2 separate regions of the Rattus norvegicus genome follow, and region 1 is linked to region 2. Evidence: chromatin contacts called from public Hi-C data. All regions are on one chromosome and are shown on one strand. The core of a region is the stretch at or near the end of the contact, and the rest is flanking DNA. Distances in the headings are between cores, read along the strand shown. Region 1 overlaps Pomp (proteasome maturation protein). Region 2 has its middle 12 kb from the start of Mtus2.

Evidence for each region. Hi-C and Micro-C count contacts between places; a contact is called where the count stands out from the background.
Region 1: a Hi-C map of liver shows a contact between it and region 2, with 4 times the contacts expected there. The contact joins two enhancer-like sites. A contact is called at or near these places in 5 of 12 Hi-C or Micro-C datasets (Schwann cells, kidney, liver and 1 more).

Annotation. Positions count from the first base shown.
Region 1 is chr12:12,194,410-12,199,286 of GRCr8, forward strand. Pomp (proteasome maturation protein) reads right to left here. Exons shown (of 6, transcript NM_001100942.1): 6 at 3,941-4,009. The coding sequence ends at 3,942. Among named protein-coding and RNA genes, the nearest start is that of Pomp, 14 kb to the right of the region's middle. Within about 2 kb of position 2,177, at least 1 of the 93 cell types and tissues checked has an H3K27ac peak or open chromatin away from gene starts, as enhancers often do. A contact at or near this core is called in liver, where this site is marked.
Region 2 is chr12:12,124,011-12,129,306 of GRCr8, forward strand. No RefSeq gene overlaps it. Among named protein-coding and RNA genes, the nearest start is that of Mtus2, 12 kb to the left of the region's middle. Within about 2 kb of position 3,266, at least 15 of the 93 cell types and tissues checked have an H3K27ac peak or open chromatin away from gene starts, as enhancers often do. A contact at or near this core is called in liver, where this site is marked.

The DNA of each region.
Region 1 (4,877 bases), core at 927-3,426, 69 kb after region 2:
GGATCCTCCTGTTTTCTGCCTCCTCGGAACTGGGATTCCGACTCACCAACACGGCTGGCTTTTTAGATGGTGTCTGAGGGACCGACAGTGTCAGGGCTTCCCGTTGTCAACACAAGCGCTTTACCTAGCTGTACCCCCAGCCCCTTTATCAGATTTCTGTTTTCATATGTGATGATGCAGGCGCCATGACTTTTCTATAATCTGAGAAAACCCACTTAGGGTTATAAAACACTGCCAGGTGCAAGGCCCTGTATTTGATGCCAACACTGCAAAGCAGATGGGCAAACTCCCATCCACACCAGCGGCCCTCACCTGGACAGCCGCAGTGACTGCCCCTGAGACGTCAGGGTGATCTTACACAGGAGGGGCCACAGACAGCTGCTTGGGTGAGCAGAAACCTACTTGAGTTACTACTTTGAGGGGCTCAACTGCTGGCCCAGTAAGTGTGGCTGTCTCGTGTTCTCAAGTCTGTGTCATGGGAGTGGAGCGTGTTTCCAGGATGACCACACAACACCCAAATCAAAACGCACAGCATCAACAGTGTCTTCTTGTTCTCTCCATCACGATAGCTCACTGGCTTTTACCTGTGGTCAAAGTCCACACACACTAGGGTCTGGTCTTGAACCCAGCCAGAGGGTTTTACTGCAGGACGCTGCAGCAGTCACTTCAGTTTACTGTCAGCTACTGCCTTTGACCCTGCCTAACTGGTCAATTAGCCATCGCAGGCATTACGTCTCGAGGAAAAACAAAGTGTGTGAGAGTTAGGTAGTACCTAATACCCAGCTTCAGACATCTACCACCTGGTCCTGGAATGAGGCGTGGACCAAGGGGCTGAGAACAAGGGAGGGTTGCCTTGTGGTCAGCATTCTAAAGAGATGCCGGTATATTAGAACCCAGAGTGGGGGTGGGGGTGGGCAGGAAATGGGGAAGGAGGGAGAATTCCTCTGGTTTTATCCACAATGGGGTCTTTAGAAACTAACCCAGGGGAGTGGTGGGGGGTGGGGATTTAGCTCAGTGGTAGAGTGCTTGCCTAGCAAGCGCAAGGTCCTGGGTTTGGTCCCCAGCTCCGAAAAAAAGAAAAAGAAAAAAAAAAAAAAAAAAAAAAGAAACTAACCCGGGGCTGGCAAGATGGCTCCCCTGATAAAGGTGCTTGCCACGAAGACCAACAACCTGAGTTCAATGGTAGGAGAGAACTGACTCCTACAAGCTGTCCTGTGACAGGTTTGTGTGTGTGTGTGTGTGTGGTATGTGTGCACACCCACCCACCACACACACATACTAAACAGTAATTAATTTTAAAAATGTTTGAGAACTTCGCACAGTCTATTTTAATCAAATCCAACACCCCAAATTCCTCCCTAGTCCGGTCTCCATTGTAACCTCCCTACCCAACTTCTGACAGATTTTTGTTTCCAGACTCTTCGGGTCTTGGGAGTGGGGTGTGGTGGTCCGGGCAGGGATCCCACCTCTGAGATCCCAGCAGCTGTCAAGCGCTCGGAGCTGGTGAGATTTCGAGCGCACCCTACCTGCCTCGGCTCGGACTCTGGCTTGAGCTCACACAGGCCTGTGCTCGCTGCAGAGAACCTATGTGTAACTGCCTTTTTGTGTCTAGAAGAGCACTGTCTCCTTCAAGGACCCCAGTAAATGAACACGAAAAGGGGGAGATACCCCATCACCCAGGGGTCAGTGAGAAGGCAGCGAGCCTGTCTGTTTCCAGAGGCAGAAGGGACACACGGATGTGGCCACACTCCCATGTTAGAACCCACGTTCCTCCTGCTCCCCGCCACATCTTCCATGCCTCCCTCATCCTTAGTGTTAAGGATTTCCCTCAAATACTAATACTGTAATCAAACTGGGAGTGCCCCTCCCCCAGCCTCACTCCCCTAAGGGAGAGGGGTTGTGAGTTAATGAGCTTCCATGGGAATCCCTCGAGAGGGATGGATATTCCAGCCTCTTCCACCAGGTCCTTTAGGAGAATCCTTTTACACACAGGTTGTGAGCTGTGCTTGCCTGAGGCAGGCAGGCGGGCGGGCAGCAGGCGGGCAGGCAGGCAGGCGGGCGGGCAGGCAGGCGGGCATATGAAAGCATTTGTAACCAGTCTGTAATTGCACAACTCATGACTGCCGTCTGGACCAGGGCAGTGTGGCAGGACAGAGCCCTCTCCTGCCCTTAAGTCCTTGTTGACAGACAGAGTGGAATTAAGGACAGCCTGTCAGTGTCTGCTGGAGAACTGCTTGGTGTTGGGAGTACTGAGGGAGGAGGGCACGGAGCCCTTTTCCATCAGATCTGGGACCTTCCTGTAAAGGGCCTCCCACACTAAGACTGATAACTCAGAAGCAGAACAGGAGCAAGGAGACCAGTAACCCATGCTCCAGCACAGCAGAGGACCAAGAGGAAGAATCCTGGGCATATGCAAATTTCAAGGAACCCAAATAATTTCCAAACTGCAAGAAAAGACCACAGACTCCAGGTTAGGAACCAGTAGTTTGTGTCCCAGCTCTAGACTGTTCATTAGAAGCTTTCCTGGGACAGGAAGGCCACCACTTTAATATAAACCATGAAGAGACATGGCAGATGCCTGGGACCCTGGCACTTTGGAGGCTGGAGCAGGAAGACTAGGAGTTCAAGGACAGCCAAAAATGAAAACCAAGGGGTTGGAATGATGGCTCAGCAGTTCCGAGCATTGGCTGCTCTTAGAGAACCCAGGCTTGACCGCCAGCACCCACATGGTGGCTCACAACCATCTGTAACTCCAGTTCCAGGGTGGCTGAGGCCTCCTCCTGACTTCTGCAGACACCAGGCACACACATGGTCAGACACACATGCAGGCACTCATACACACAAACTCAGATTTCTTTAAAAATAGAAAACAAAATTCCTTTGTGTCACTTGACCACACACTAATGTCCTATGCACCGCAACAGATACTCAGCTGCATTCTGCATTCCACCCACTGAATGGCTGTAGCAGTCCAGACCACAAGGTGCCACCCAAAATATCTGCAGTGCTTTATCAAGTATTTCAAGTCCGAAACTCAGGTGATAAAGACGCTCTGAAGAAGCTAATAATCGAATACTTCAGATCTAGTAAAAAAAAAAATGATCCATTTACTAGTGTTCTGAAAACCTTAAGGTCTTTGTTTTTGACAGGGTCTCACTGTGTACTTCTGGCTGGTCTGGAACTCGCTATGTAGACTAAGCTGGCCTGAAAATCCCAAATATCTACCTGCCCTGCCTCTCCAGTGTGGAGACTGAAGTGTGCATTACCACACCCAGGAAAAACTTGAGTTTTTATAGACCAGTTCTATTAACAATATTTTAAGGACCATTATGTTGAAAATGTATTATAAAAAAGTAGTATGGAATTATCCATGGGTATATAATAGGAATATTCTAACTTAAAAACATTTCTGTACCTTGCTATGTAACTTAAAAGCAAGTGGCCTGCACTTTCCTTCCATAGAACACTGCTTGATAAGCTGAAGCGTGAGGTAAACCCACGAAGCACCACAGTCCAAGCTGCACACCCCGGCTGCTGCATCTAACTTCTCATGCAGAAAAGATCAAACTCTGCAAACGCCGACTTTTCAACTTGTGAGAACACTTGGCTAGAGCCCTTAAGGTGCAAGTAGCATCCTGCAGAGCAAAGCTAAGGCTGTGCCGGGTGCTGCCACCAAATCCAGTCACAGCCGTGACTCTGAAGGAGGCTCCTGGGAACGTTGTTGCATTTGTAGCATTTATAAGAAACACATTTTCAGAAGTCGGGCTTTTCTGTAACCTAAGAGCTTAGAAACCACCTCTAGGCTTTCACAGCCCCAAACCACGCCCCAAACACATCCACATGACCCAGCGATCCTCTCAGTACTTTAATGCTGTGAACATCAGACCTCGGCAGAGGCAACTACGAGAAGCACATCCGTGGTTCCTGCACGGCGCCCTGCGTCACAGCAAGCCCAGCTTATACTCCACCATCATGTGTGGCTCGCCCATCAGTTCACTTTGTGATGGATCTGGAAAGAAACAGAAACAGGCGCTGTCAGTGGGTGTTCAGGATCTGTGATCGTCTAAAGCAACCCGGTGTGACAGCAAGCGGGCTAGGGCTAGGGCTGGAGAGGGAACTGACAAAGGGGCCTAGGAAGGTGGGGTGAGCGGAAAACAGGTTTGTATCTTGCTTGAAGGGACCAGCTACACACACTTCACTTCCCACAACAGTTGGAGGAGCTCTGGAACCCGGCACCCATGCAGGCAAAACACCAATCCACATAAAAATAAATCTAAAAGAGAAAGAAAACCTCTCTCCCAAGGTTCTGAAGCTTGAAGCTTCCCATGGCTCCTCACCTGGCGGAGGACAATCTAAGCAATAAGAGCATTTTATCATTCCCGTTCTCTGTTCCATCACATACACACAAACAGAAATCAGAATCCCAAAGCGAGAACACCTCAAGTCCCACCACCTCGAGTTTGGACTGTGAAAACCTTGAAAAGCTGGACTGTGGTAACACACCGAAAGCCGCTGACAAGTCCTAGCAATGAAAGCTTCAGGGCCAAGTCTCGCCCTAGCAACACTGACCGAGCCTAATGGGTCAAACCAGTACAGTGCGCACAGATGAAGGACCAAGGAAATCCGGGAGCAAAGCGGGCTTGGGGAAGGGAAGAGCCAGTGTGAGGGGTGTGGTAGCTGTGACCACAGAGTACGCTCATTTGTTAACCTTCTTTCCACTCCATCTCTTCAAGTTCCGACTTTGTAAGAGCGGATCATCACTCTCACCGAAACAGGAAGCACGCAGCACGGTGGCAAGTTAGGAGGTGTGCAGTGAGCTCCCAGGACACAGGACAAGCCCTTCCTGCCCCTCAGCTCGCTCATTCTTGCTGTAAGGA
Region 2 (5,296 bases), core at 2,016-4,515:
GCATCCCCCCTACCAGGGTTTTAATCCATCACTACCCCCAAATCAGGCTACTATAGAAGCAGCAATGTAAAGGCTAAATTATAAATTATTTATGACTTCCAATCATCATAGAAATATTTCCCAGACTTCAGCAGCCCAGAAGAAGAAAATATTTGCATAGAACATGTTCTCAAGTGGAGTTTTGAAATTCTTTTTTTGTTTGTTTGTTTTTCTTTTTCTATTTCTATTTTTTTCTTTAAATAAGTCTATATAGTCCTGGCTCTCCTGGAACTTGCTATATAGACCAGGCTGGTCTCCAGCTCGGTAATCCACCTGCCTCAGCTTCCCAAGTGCAGAGAGTAAAGGAGTGCACCGCCATGCCACCATCTGATTTTTAAAAACTTCTTGGCATAGCTATTTTCTTTAGAGTTAATACCCAGTCTGCCCAGCAGAGGGCACCCGGTCCACAGAACAGCGCTGTTATACCACAAAGTTGTGGGCACAAAGTGTGAATACAGATCCCTTGTTCCCGAACAAACAAAAATCCACATATTCCTTTGTTGTGCGCCTTTATTGCTAGCTAATGTCACATGTATCAGAACACACAGGGTTACTGGAAGGCTGCCCGCACTTTAGACCCTTGATGTGCAGGGTGAGGGGGGACCGTGGTTCTGGACATGATTGGTATACAGAATGCCAGGCCTGCCCTGCTGGCCTTCCCATCACCCCAGACACCCCCTTGGGCACACAACAGCAGCGGGTGACTTAGACTCAACCCTGGGGGTGGCCTGGCAGGATGCGGTTCCAAGCCCCTGTGCTCAGCCACCACCCTCCCATGGGACTTCACTCACAGGATACAAATGCAGCCATCAAGGTAGAGAGTTTCAAAATGGGCTAGAGAGATGGCTTAGCAGTTAGGAGCACTGACTGTTCTTCCAGAGGTCCTGAGTTCAAATCCCATCAACCACATGGTGGCTCACAACCATCTGTGATGAGATCTGACGCCCTCTTCTGGTGTGTCTGAAGACACGACAGCACACTTATATATTAATATGCTGGCCTTATAGCCCAAGTGGGACCCAGGGAGAACAGAGCGCTGTAAGCCTGCCCAGTGTCAGCCTCTCAGGGATCCTAAATCTGTAGTTGCTGACCCCTGCAAGCTTCGCGGTTATGGGGATGCTATGATGCTACCCATAGGCAAGGGCTGAGGATATCTCAAACAGGTCAGTTTGTAACTTCTACAAGGTACCGCCAGGTTCTTATCTCCACCAAAGAAAGAATTCAGAGGAGACAAAGGAAGGACCGTACTAGGCAAAGGAATGGGGTCCTCTCAGGAAAGGCTCACTGTGTGGGATGTTTGTATAGCTATGCTACAAGCAAACCTTACTGGAAGATAGGATTGATTACTCATGAGCGAAGAAGAGAGCAGGTCCTCACAGGACTAGCCTTGAAGCTTCGTTGCTGTGTGGAACTACACTCTAGTCAGTACAGCCTAATTATGTATGCCCCTTGCCCCTTGCTCCTTGCCCCAGTTTTCCCTCCATGTAAACTTAAAGTTCAAGTCAGAACCCAAAGATAGGCTCCAGGGTAGGGATATCCACTGAACTCTTTTGTATATTACTCCGCCCATTGTGGTTGCACTGAAGAACTCTGTTCTTCTTTGCTATTCCCCGTCCCTTTAATTGTCAGGCTGAGGTGCATGCCTAGCTAATGGGAGCTGGTGGAGCTGGTATGGAAAAGTTGTTCTCTTTATTTAGACGCACATCTGGGGCTGGAGAGATGGCTCAGCGGTTAAGAGCACCTGACTGCTCTTCCAGAGGTCCTGAGGTCCTGAGTTCAATTCCCAGCAACCACATGGTGGCTCACAACCATCTGTAAAGAGATCCGATGCCCTCTTCTGGTGTGTCTGAAGACAGCTACAGTGTACTTACATATAATAAATAAATAAATCTTTAGACGCACATCTGCTCTAGAGAACAGCGGCAGGCCGTTCCTGTGGGTCTCTGCATCCCTGAGTCGTCATACCTCGGGACATCTTGAAGAAAACCATGCTTGGTTTCCTGCGGGCTTTCAGTGAACGCCCAATGGCGGTGCCTTCGACTCTAGGAAGACTCACAAGCGAACTGGATCAACGGACGGACGTCTATCCACACAGTTCCGAGAAACAGCAGCTGTTTGGTTAAGAGAAGTCATACAATGGAAACCAGCAGTGCGATCTCACGGCTCTATGCAGGGTAGGCAGCAAAAGGATGCTTCAGTCCTGGAGTGAGGGGACGCTTGCAAACTAGGAGTAGTTATGGCCTCAAATTTGGGAAACCTTAAATCTTTTGTTGTTGTTTTCCTTGGTAATTGCTTCTTTGTTTGGGTGTTTTGTTTTTGTTTTGTTTTGTTTTGAGTCGAAACTAGTATCCAAGGAGGGATCTTTAGAGGAGGGTGTGGTGTGGCACCACTCCGGAGGCAGAGGCAGATGAACTTGAGTTCAAGGCCACCTTAGCCTATGTAACAAGCTCCAGATATATCAGAGCTACACAGGAAGACCCTGGCTCAAAAATAAAAACAAGCTAGCAAAGCGAGCCACGGCATCTTCACATACCATTTCCAGATTCCCCCAGCATCTAATCTGTGATATTTCTGCGCCACCAATAAAGAGCGAAGCGCTCTAGCAGCCCCAAGCATGGCGTCTTCGGTGCTGGCAAACGCCTTAAGCTTCCCTCTTCCCTCTCCCTTGTAAACCACAGATTACATTCCTAGTGACAGCCACCAAGGTCTGTTCCCGTATTTGGACACCTTCTTATGCCAGACTCATTCCTGAGGCTGACTATTAAGCTATCCAAGTATTAAAATCCGACAGTCAAAAGTTCCCATTAGCTACCCTAATTAGCACTCAGGACATACCGCGGTTCCTAGCCTAGCCCTCTAACTCTAACACAGTCCTCCCCCTCTTCCTTCTTAAAAATCATTCAAGGTCATTTGTTGCTGTTTTCTGCCTAAATCAGAAAACTGGCCACTTTACTTTTCTCCTCCCACCCCCACCCCGCTGAGAAAAGTTGTCTGGGTGTGGTTTGTGCTTAATCCGGGTGCAGGAGGGAGCACCCCGCTGTGTTTAAGTCCCTCCAAAGAGTGACTGGGTCACACTTGACTAGTGAAATAAAGCATCTTAAAGTCCCAGTTTGCGGTGGCAGGAGAAAAAAATCTGGAAAGACCAGAAGCCCAGATGCTTGCTCTCTCTGTGCTCACTCTCAGCCATCACTCCCGGCTGCAACCTGAACTGAGTCATTTTGCTGGGAGAAGGGCAGGGGAGACGGGGCAGAGGGGGCGGGACTTTCTACCCAGCACTTTGTAATTGGCTCTGCTTGTTTGCTGAGCTCAGTAGCCATTGAGGATCAGAATACCAGTATGTGGTGTGGTGTGTGGTGTGCTGTGGTGTGTGGTGTGGTGTTGTGTGGTGTGGTATGGTGTGCTGTGGTTGTTTTCCTTAATCAGTCCAAGCATATGCTGGGGCTCCAGCAGTTGCAACAGGAAAGTGAAAACAAACCGCGGCTGTGGGCGTGTACCTTGGAACAAATACCACAAATGACAGACTGGCGGTGGGTCTAAGTCCCTGATTACTAAGTTACCATTGATCTCACTACTGTAGGAGAGGAGACACATCTGCATTTCCGGGGGATCTCCCGCGTGGTGATCCGTCATGCTCTGTGGGAGACCACACTGCATACCTTCAATCGGTGTCTCCCTAATTAAACTCCAAACGGGGACTGCTTCTCTTCCTCTTGACACGAAAAGCTTAGATTTTTTTTTTTTTTTTTTTTTTTTGGTTCTTTTTTTCGGAGCTGGGGACCGAACCCAGGGCCTTGCGCTTCCTAGGCAAGCGCTCTACCACTGAGCTAAATCCCCAACCCCGAAAAGCTTAGATTTTATCGCCCAGTCTCTCCACTCCTGTTTCATCAGAGTGACTTTTTAAAAAATGTCCTAACCCTAAGTGCCCAAGTAAACTGGATAACAAAGATAAGGTTTAGATAAAGATCGAGTTTCCTAGTTGACGGTAGCTGTCACCGTGTGTAGCGGCTCTTTCCCTTGAATGGCAGCCACCAGTTTGTCACATCTCAATCTTTAAGATGAAAAGATTCTACCTGACCTGTAAGAAACTTAGAGAGAAATTACAGTAATTAATCTAACACTTTGGGGCAGGGCATAAGAATTAGGAAATATGGCTTGGCTAGCTGAGGTAGCATGTTAATAATATCACTGTTTACAAAGAATAAACCGATGATGATGATGATAATGATGACGATGATGATGATGATGGTGGTGATGATGATGATGGTGATGATGGTGGTGGTAATGATGATGGTGGTGGTGGCGGTGGTGATGATGGTGGTAATGATGATGGTGGTGGTGATGATGGTGGCAGTAATGATGATGGTGATGATGGTGGTGGTGATGATGATGGTGGTGGTGGCGGTGGTGATGATGGTGGTAATGATGATGGTGGTGGTGATGATGGTGGCAGTAATGATGATGGTGATGATGGTGGTGGTGATGGTGATGATGGTGGTGGTGATGATGATGGTGTGGTGGTGGTGATGATGGTGGTGGTGATGGTGATGATGATGGTGGTGGTGATGATGATGGTGTGGTGGTGGTGGTGGTGGTGGTGATGATGATGATGACAACGACAACAGTATCATCATTGTTCACTGCAGCACTGTCTGTCTCCTAACAAGTTGGTAAGAATGAAATCGGTGGAATATAAGATTTTAAAACCGGAATGAGTCCTAAGGATGCTCCAACTCTAACTTATTCTGCAGAGAAGTAAATTAAATGTGCAGAAGGATTTTGAGTTTGAGGCCAGCCTGGGCTACACAATGAGACCAAGCTCAACCAAACAAGGCCATTTTCTACAACGAACTCTTGGAGGGAATTAGATTCCATGACAGATTCTGTCTTTCCAGGAAAATTCTTTGCTCCTTTTGTTAAAACAAAGGCACCGTCTGGGGCTACTGACCTAAATCTGTACGCGGTACCCATAGAAGCTAAGCGGTGATCTGCTGAGAGCTTCCAGAAAGGGGTTCGCTTTCCTGGCCAAAAGGATGTGTGTAACTCACCATGTCTCCTCATTGGCTGAGCCTCAAAACTTTAAAATGGAGCCAAACATCAACAGTTCTGATGGATCAGTTTTGTGAGTTGACCATGAACTTGGCTCATAAAAGCTCGTGTGTTGAGTGCTTGGACGGCAGCTGTGAGCTACTGTGTTTGGAGGCTGTGGATTATTTTTGTTTCTTTCTTTTTTTTTTTTCCGAAGTTGGGGACCGAACCC